Linked DNA regions of Mus musculus: all the other regions are linked to region 3. A link is a contact called in public Hi-C and targeted proximity ligation data. All regions are on one chromosome and are shown on one strand. The core of a region is the stretch at or near the end of the contact, and the rest is flanking DNA. Distances in the headings are between cores, read along the strand shown. Region 1 holds the start of Dnajc4 (DnaJ heat shock protein family (Hsp40) member C4). Region 2 holds the start of 4930481A15Rik (RIKEN cDNA 4930481A15 gene). Region 3 holds the start of Atg2a (autophagy related 2A).

What was found. Hi-C and Micro-C count contacts between places; a contact is called where the count stands out from the background.
Region 1: a contact with region 3 is called in a targeted proximity ligation map of pancreatic cancer cells. A contact is called at or near these places in 1 of 39 promoter capture datasets (embryonic stem cells) and 6 of 130 datasets of targeted methods (bone marrow-derived macrophages, extraembryonic endoderm stem cells, large pre-B cells and 3 more).
Region 2: a Hi-C map of B cells shows a contact between it and region 3, with 15 read pairs. A contact is called at or near these places in 4 of 39 promoter capture datasets (cranial neural crest, liver and pre-B cells), 1 of 484 Hi-C or Micro-C datasets (B cells), 2 of 130 datasets of targeted methods (large pre-B cells and microglia) and 1 of 9 other capture datasets (adipose tissue).

The regions. Positions count from the first base shown.
Region 1 is chr19:6,991,329-6,994,028 of GRCm38.p6, reverse strand. It overlaps Dnajc4 (DnaJ heat shock protein family (Hsp40) member C4), which reads left to right and starts at 1,447. Exons shown (of 7, transcript NM_001357001.1): 1 at 1,447-1,480; 2 at 1,757-1,870. The coding sequence starts at 1,776. It overlaps Nudt22 (nudix (nucleoside diphosphate linked moiety X)-type motif 22), which reads left to right. Exons shown (of 6, transcript NM_026675.2): 4 at 270-367; 5 at 503-596; 6 at 827-1,010. The coding sequence ends at 985. It overlaps Gm35838 (a long non-coding RNA gene), which reads right to left and starts at 1,572. Exons shown (of 2, transcript XR_386530.2): 1 at 1,290-1,572; 2 at 983-1,207.
Region 2 is chr19:5,405,375-5,408,316 of GRCm38.p6, reverse strand. It overlaps 4930481A15Rik (RIKEN cDNA 4930481A15 gene), which reads right to left and starts at 1,502. Exons shown (of 4, transcript NR_027938.2): 1 at 1,234-1,502.
Region 3 is chr19:6,240,340-6,243,039 of GRCm38.p6, reverse strand. It overlaps Atg2a (autophagy related 2A), which reads right to left and starts at 1,372. Exons shown (of 40, transcript NM_194348.3): 1 at 1,074-1,372. The coding sequence starts at 1,244.

The DNA of each region.
Region 1 (2,700 bases), core at 198-2,697, 750 kb before region 3:
AGGAGCCACCACCCACAGCTTGAGACAAAACACCCGGGGTTTGTTCCATGTGAACTACCGTGATGTATACCTGTAGTCCCAGCACTCAGGAGGTAGAGGCAGAAGGATCAGAAATTCAGAGTTATCTTTGCTAAATATTAAGTTTAAGGATAGCCTAGGCTACACAAGGCCCTGTCTTGAAACAAAAACAAACAGAAACACCAAACCAAACCAACCAACCAGCCAGGCTACTGAGAAGTCAGCCTGACAGGTAGGACTCCCCACCACAGGTGAACCTGCCACTGCACACCTTGAGCCAGCCACTGTTGTTGGGAATCGCTTGCAATGAGACCAGCGCGGGCAGAGCCAGTGCAGAGTTCTATGTCCAGTGAGTGGGTTCCCGGGCACAGGATCCTGGGTGAGATGGCCAGGGAAGGAGTGGGTTTAAGGCAACTGGCGTTTTGCAGGGGTCCGTCCTATAAGGTGTGGATATCTACCAAGACACCTTCATGTTTTTGTCTAGGTGCAGCTTGACTTCAGAGGAGGTCAGGAGTTATTACCTGAGTGGGGGACCTGAGGCCCACGAGTCTACAGGAATCATCTTTGTGGAGACACAGGTGTGGAGTTGAGACCTTCTAGGTGTCTGGTTATGGGGTTAGGGATATCTAGGTGAGGTAGAGGCCTCTGGGTCTCCCAGAGTTTCCTGAGGCACAGAGCTTGGCTCCTTCCTAAAGGAAAAGCCCAGGGACAGGGACAGTCTAGGAGTTCTAAAGTATGGCAACTCCAGGCACAGGGTGTCCCTGGACGAAGGGAGGCCTGATGTCTGGGTCTCATTGATTTCCCACAGAGGGTACAGAGACTGCAGGAGACGGAGATGTGGGCACAACTCTGCCCCTCGGCCAAAGGCGCCATCCTCCTCTACAATCGCCATCCACCTCTACAGTCAGGTGTTGGGAAGTCCCACCTGAGTCACCCTAGCGCCCCAGCCCTATCACTGCAGCTCTGAAGACAATAAAGGACTTTATTCTTGTATTCCGTTAGCTTCTGCTGCTTTCCTAGGAGTCCGGGGTCCTCTGAGAGAACCCGGGATGGATGAGAGGGGCTGAGCACTGTGGCATAAAGGGAACAAAACAAAAAAGCCCCAAGGTGCGACCTCTGTGTTCCTCTTGGCTGCGGAATGCGGGTCACGACGGGGTGAAGACATCTCTGCAGAACCCGTACCTCGCAGCTAAAAGAGAGGGTGGAGCACAAGACCTTCCTGGAGGTCAAGCTCTGCCCCTACCCCCGCCTCTTCGGTTTGACACTGGTACCTTTTTCAGCTGTCCCAATGCTTCCGCTTCGCGGGCCCCGGCGTCCTAGGCCAATGAGCATGTGGGGGCGGGTCCTTTGATGCACATTATCCTCATCTCGCCCAATAAGCGTGGCCTGAGCGTCTACCCCCAATGAGGGATCAGGGGCGGGGCCTTCATAGGCGCAGGAAATGGCGGCGACCAAGGAGCCTGTGAGTGGGGCAGGGGCGGGGCTTGGCTGTGTCTCCTCCTTCGCACGCCCCCTAATGCTTTGGGTGAGAAGGGGTGTCCCAAGTGCCTAGCGGGTGGTCCAGACTTGGAGGGTGATGCTGGAAGGCCTAGAGCACCCCTTGTCTGGTTCTTAGTAAAGAGGCCTTCCTCGAATTTGCCTTTGTGGGAAACTGAGGCAGGTTCCTTCTTTCTGCCACGATCCCCGAAGTCCGGCCCGATTGAGACCCAATGGACTTTTGGGGGCCTCCCTTTCCTAGCTGCCTGCCCGTCGTCGTCATGCCGTCCCTGTTGCTCCAGCTGCCCCTGCGCCTATGCCGGCTGTGGCCGCATAGCCTTTCCATCCGACTTCTCACAGCCGCCACAGGGCAGCGGTGAGTTGAGCCCCAGAATTTGTCCATGTTCAGTGGTTTTTCTCCTGAGAGCCCACCTTGCGTCTTGAGATAGTTGTCTCTGCATTATGTGTCAAGTCCCAGACAACATTCTCCTTCAATGCTAGGCACTTAGTATACCAATAGCTAAGAACTGAGCTCCGAGATTAAGTTAAACGACAGTTCGGGAATCTGAGCTCTGGTCTGCTCTTTCCATAGCTCTGGCGTGTTGTCAGGCTTCGCTGTGCATACGCTGGGAAAGAGGAGGTTGAGTACAAAGATGTAGATTTCTGGGCTTGAATCTGGATGCTGGTCCTCCAGCATTCAATGAAGTGGGGACATGGGAATCTGCCTTTTCCTTTGAGATGGAGTTTTCCTATGTGACCCAGGTAAGCCTCCATAGTCAATCTCCGGCATGTCTATAGAGTTCAGGCACAGCCTCCATGTACTTGCCACTCTCACAGAGGATCCAGTTTTTTTTTTTTTTTCTTCTGAGACAGGGTTTCTCTGTATAGCCCAGGCTGTCCTGAAACTCACTCTGTAGACCAGGCTGGCCTCCTCGAACTCAGAAATCCACCTGCCTCTGCCTCCTGAGTGCTGGGACTAAAGGCGTGCGCCACCATGCCTGGCTTTTATTTATTTATTTATTTATTGGTTTTTCTTGGTTTTTCGAGACAGGGTTTCTCTATGTAGTCCTGGCTGTCCTGGAACTCACTCTGTAGACCAGGCTGGCCTTGAACTCAGAAATTAGCCTGCCTCTGCCTCTCAAGTGCTGGGATTAAAGGCATGTGTCACCACGCCCGGCTAGGATCCAGTTTTGATTCCCAGCATTC
Region 2 (2,942 bases), core at 253-2,752, 830 kb after region 3:
GGTCTCCGTGACCTCTCCTGACCCCAAGGCATCCTGACTTCTGCTCTTCTCTCTCAGCACCCCTCAGCTCAAGTGTGTGACAGTCTCCCTGACGAGTGTCTTCTCTGGACCCACCCCCATCTGACTTCCCATTAGCAGCCAGTGTTGGAGTCTTCTAAAGTCACTAAAGAAATCTCTGCTAGCCTGGCATGAAGGCACACACCTTTAAGAAAATTTGAGGCTAGCCTGAGCTGCAGAGTAAGATAGTGGAGGTGACCCCCCTAAAACATAAAATAGGGGATAGTGAGGTGACTCAATGGGGAAAGTGCTCTCTGTGCAAGCCGGATGACATGAGTTCAATTCCCAGAACCCACATGAAAGTGGCAAGAGAGAACAAAGTTGACTTCTGACCCCACATACATGCTGTGGCAGTAGCCACCCCCTTCCTATCATGCACACACAATAACAATAAAAATAAATAGAACAAATGAATGAGTGATTTAAAATAAAGTGACTGGTTTTACGTCACCGTCAGATCTCTGAGCTTGACTCACTCTTACTTTGTGTTCGCCTCTCTGAACTTGATTTAGAACAACACAGTTGCTGCTCTCCTGGCCAGTGGAGCCCCTACCATCGAGCACAGAGGGAAGCGTCCTTCCTATCCTCACCCTCTACTCCAAACTCCTGCTCTCCTATTGTAAAGGGATGGGAGGAGAACGGTGGTAAAGGAGGAGTGGGCATGACTGGCTCCTCCAGGTGCTGGATAAAGCTACTCCAGCAAGATAAAGCTACTCCAGCAGGAAGAGATGCTCAGCAGATGGGAGAGTGTACCACAGATGGGAGAGTGTACCACAGATGGGAGAGTGTACCACAGATGGGAGAGTGTACCACAGATGGGAGAGTGTACCACAGATGGGAGAGTGTACCACAGAGGGTTCAGCTTCCAGGTCCCACATAGCGGCTCATAACGATCTGTAACTTCAGTTTCAGTGACCAGCGCCCTCTTCTGGACTCTCTGGGCATGTGGGGCACGGACATACACGCAAGCAAAACATCCTTACACATTTAAAGAGTTTAAACTACAAAAGCTGTTCTTATCTGTGGGTGCTGCCTGTGTTTTCTGGGACACCTTTCCAGATCGACCCCAACTTCAGCAAATGGTAGCCCCTATGTTTCGATGGCTCTGATTTTCTTCCCTCTGGCACACGCAGACCCATTCTATGGGGGCTCCCCTCACAGGATCCGTTTTTTTACCTTAGGGTTAGTCAGTCTCCACTGCCAGGCCATACGCTTGCTGGAGGTCACGGCACTACTGACGCCCTGGGCCACCACAACACCAGTGAGCCTCTTGAGCTTTCTTAGAGCACTTAGTACCAGATTTAGAATTAGAAGACAATTCACCAGTCAGGCGTGTGGTGCAGGCCTTTAGTCCCAGCACCCAGCAGGGGCAGGTGGATCTTTGAGTTTGAAGCCAGCCTGGTCTACAGAGTGAGTTCCAGTCCAGTCAAGGTTACATGTTGGGAGCCGCCCCCACATTCGCCGTCACAAGATGGCGCTGACATCCTGTGTTCTAAGTGGTAAACAAATAATCTGCGCATGTGCCAAGGGTATTTTACGACTACTTGTACTCTGCCTTTCCCGTGAACGTCAGCTCGGCCATGGGCTGCAGCCAATCAGGGAGTGATGCGTCCTAAGCGAAGGATAACTCCTCCTTAAAGGGGACGGGGTTTCGGCCATTCTCTCTTGCTCTGCGCGCCCGGCGCTCTGGCTCCTAAAGATGTAAACAATAGAGCGCGCTCTGCGCTTTGGCGCGCCGGAGCTCTGGCTCCTAAAGATGTAAGATTGGGGTGGCTTTCGCTTTTGGGGCTGGGGGTTTGCGCTCCTGGCTCCTGAAGATGTAAGCAATAAAGTTTTGCCGCAGAAGATTCTGGTTTGTTGTGTTCTTTCCTGGCCGGTCGTGAGAACGCGAATAAGAGTTACACAGTGAAATCATGTCTTGAAAAAAAAAACAAACATAAAAAAGGAGGAGGAGGAGGAGGAGGAGGAAGAGGAGGAGGACAGGAAGAGGGAAAGAAGACAGTTTAGTAGCTTCAGGTTTGAGATCTCAGCAGGATACCAGCTGTTTCCAAACTGATGTCATTACCAACTCACTCTCTCAAAATTTACCCTAGAGGCTGGCAAGACACCTCAGCGGGTAAAGGAGCCACGAAACATAACGTCAACCTAAGCTTGACAGCTGAGACTCACACGGCAGAAGGGGAGAACTGACTATAAGTTATCCTCCCAGTGGTCACATGCATCCCAGACCACACACCCCAGCCTATCCACAAATAGATAAATAAGTGTAAAAGTCTAAGAAATCTACCCTTGCACCGGGAGCACGTTTCAGGAGGCAGGGTGCGTGCCTGGGATGCAAGAAGCCTTGAGTTAAGGGTCCAGCACCAAATAAACCAGGCACAGTGGCGAGCACTGTAATCTCCACGCTAGGGAGGTGGAGGCAGGAGGATCAGAAGTTGAAGTTTATCCTTGTCTGTATAGCAAGTTCAAAGCTAGCCTGGGCTACATTAGACTCTTTCTTAGATAGATAGATAGATAGATAGATAGATAGATAGATAGATAGATAGATAGATAGAATCCAATTTGAATCCATTCATACTTCTGACAAGGATGAGGGTCAAAAGTGGCAGAGTGTGGATCAGGCTGGGGCTGGAGAGACAGCTCAGAGGATAAGAGCACTGGCTGCTCTTCCAGAGGATTTCGGTTGGGTTCCCAGCACCCACATGGAGGCTCACAACTGTAACTCCTTTCCAGATCCAGTGTTCTCTTCTGACCTCAGCAGGCACTGAATTCATGTGATATACATACAGATATACTTGTGGGTAAAACACCCATACATATCAAGTAAAAATGTCAATATTTTTTAAAAAATTAAAAACAATTAAAATGTGGCACACACTTACAGT
Region 3 (2,700 bases), core at 123-2,622:
ACCCAGATGTTGGATATTTTTCTGAGCGGTTTAAGAGGCGAAGGTCAGACACCTCTTATACCAGGCCATTAGAAGATGCCACCATCTCTTCAACCCATATTTGTTCCCAAAGGCATGGCTCACCTCTAGCTCTTTCTAAGTGAAGCTGCAGACCCATAGGCCAGCTAGAAAAGAGAAAGAGGCCAGCCCTGCCACATGCCCATTCTACTGCTCTTGGAGCTAGGATGACCCCATACCAGCCCTTAGCTGGAGCCTCTAATTGGTGGCTCCTTGGCTACTCCCAGCCATCAGCTGTGAGTCAATGCCCCTCACCTGCCACCCCCAGCCTCCTGCTCAACTCCATACCCTAGGCCTCAGACCTCCTGAGCATCAGGCCCAGCTTCTCCTCCCATCCCCCACCCCAGCTAGCCTGAAGCTAAACCTCTACACCTCTCCTGGAGGGCTGCCCTCCAGGTAGAGATGCCAGAGACCAAGTCCTTCCCTAAACCCAAGCTAGGCCCCTCCCACTCTCCCAAAAGCAGGAAGTAGAGAGCAGCAACAGTCACACGAGGTGTGGATCAACACAGAAGGCAGTGACGCTGTTGTTGACATCCACATCCGGGGGCGATCTCCACCCCTTATGCCCAGGATCATGGGGTGAGGAGGTCAGGACACATCTTTCTACAGGTGCCCCTGGCAGGGCTCTTAACACCCCCAAAGCCTCCCTGACTACCCTAGTTCCAGCTCTTGTTACTGCCTGGCTCCCCACAACATCTCTCTGCTCCCCTAGCTCCCGGGAATCCCCTTCCCCAAGCAGCTCTCCCAAACTCCGTATGATGATGGTGACATTTTTTTTTTTAAAGTAACACCTCACTTCCTAGTCTGTCTCTCCTAGAGAGGTGAAGACAGAGACTTCTCTCCTAGCTTCTGGTTAAGTGGTGACGGGCCAGCCAGGGGGCCTGGCGGAGGCGGTCGAGACCCACTGGCCTCTCCAAACACGGTGCCTGTCCTCCAGCCCAAACCTTCCGCGAGGACCCTTCGCTGGCCCGTGCTCCCTCTCTCCACACCATCCCACCTCTGCCCTGCCTCCTCACCCAGGTTTCCAGGTGAATATCCCGCAGGGCAACGCTGCCCTTGTACAGATCCAGGCTGAGCTGGTCCAGGCTGAGGTGCTCCTGAAAGAAGTGACCCAAGTAGTGCTGTAGCAAGTAGCGGCAGACACGCTCTTTCACACAGTTCGACCATGGCCACAGCCATCGTGACATCTCGGGGACCGCCGGGCCCGAGCCGCTTCCGCTGGCCGACAGCCGGCGATCTCGGTCCGGCTGTGCTGTTCACTAGAGCCCCCGGTTCGCCCCGCCGCTTCTCTCAGCGCCAGGCCGCGCCCCCGGACGCCCAACCACGCCCCCACGCTCGCTGCCATTGGTCATTGCGAAGGGCGAGGCCCACTGATTGGCCGCGGGAGGCGGAGCCTTGAAGAGCGAAAAAGGGACTGGGCTCTTTGCGAGATGAAATGCTCCCAATCGTAGTTTACGCTTGCGCGTAAATTCTGAGTGGGAGGACCTTTAACCTCCTTGCTTCAAGCTGCGGAAAGGCTGCAACCGTAGGGCGACAGTCCGGGCCAGGAAGAGTGCGCATGTGCCGATTTGTCCAACTTTTTTTTTTTTTTTTTAGGTGATTGGGAAGAATTTAAAGGAACAGTGACTCACCCAATTTGTAGACAAGCTTATCAGAGGAGTAAAGTCAGTGCGAATTTTGCAGTCTATCTTTTGGCAACAAATGCACATTTGCACTTTTATAAAACTTTTTTTTTTTTTTTTTTGGAGACAAGCTTTTCTGTATTTGGCGGTTCTGAAACTCACACTGTAGTCCAGGCTGGCCTTGAACTCATAGGATCCTCCTGCCTCTGCCTCTCTATGATGGAATTTAAGGCGTGCATACATCATCACGCCCAGCCCTATGAAACTTGCTTTAGTCCTTTATCTTTTTTCATTTGCTTATTTGTTATTTTATCTATTTACATTTCTGTTTGTATGTTTTTCGAGACAGGGTTTCTCTGTGTATCCCTGGCTGTCCTAGAACTCACTCTGTAGACCAGGCTGGCCTCTAAAGCCTGCCTCTGCCTCCCAAGTGCTGGCGTTAAAGGCGTGCACCACCACTGCCAGGCATCTATTTACATTTCAAATGTTATTCCTCCCAGTTTGCCTCCACAAAACCCCTCTCCCCACTCCTCCTAGCCGCTTATCTTATCCATTATTGTTAACAACTCCCTAAAAAGGCACTATTTGTTTCCACTTTTTTTTTTCTTTCTTCTTCCTTGTTCTTTCCTTTTTTTGTTTTTTGTTTTTTCCGAGACAAAGTTTCTCTGTGTAGCCTGGCTGTCCTGGAACGCTCTGTAGACCAGGCTATCCTTGAAATCAGAGATGCATCTGCCTGTGCTTCTAAAATCTGGGATTGAAGGCACACACACACACACACCCATTTCTCTCTTTTTAAAAATTCTGTCAGGTCCCCAAGAAATTCCTTTTCCCAAATTCAGACATTTAGACAAAAGTGAGGATTCCCTCAGGGACATACACCAAGCCAGTCTTTGAATTCCAGGCTAGCCTAGTCTACAGAGGGAGTTCCAGAACAGCCAAGGTTACACAGAGAAACCCGGTCCTGCAGGGTGGGGTGGGGTGGAGTGGGGGATGATAGTTCCTACTTGCTAAGAGGAGCCAT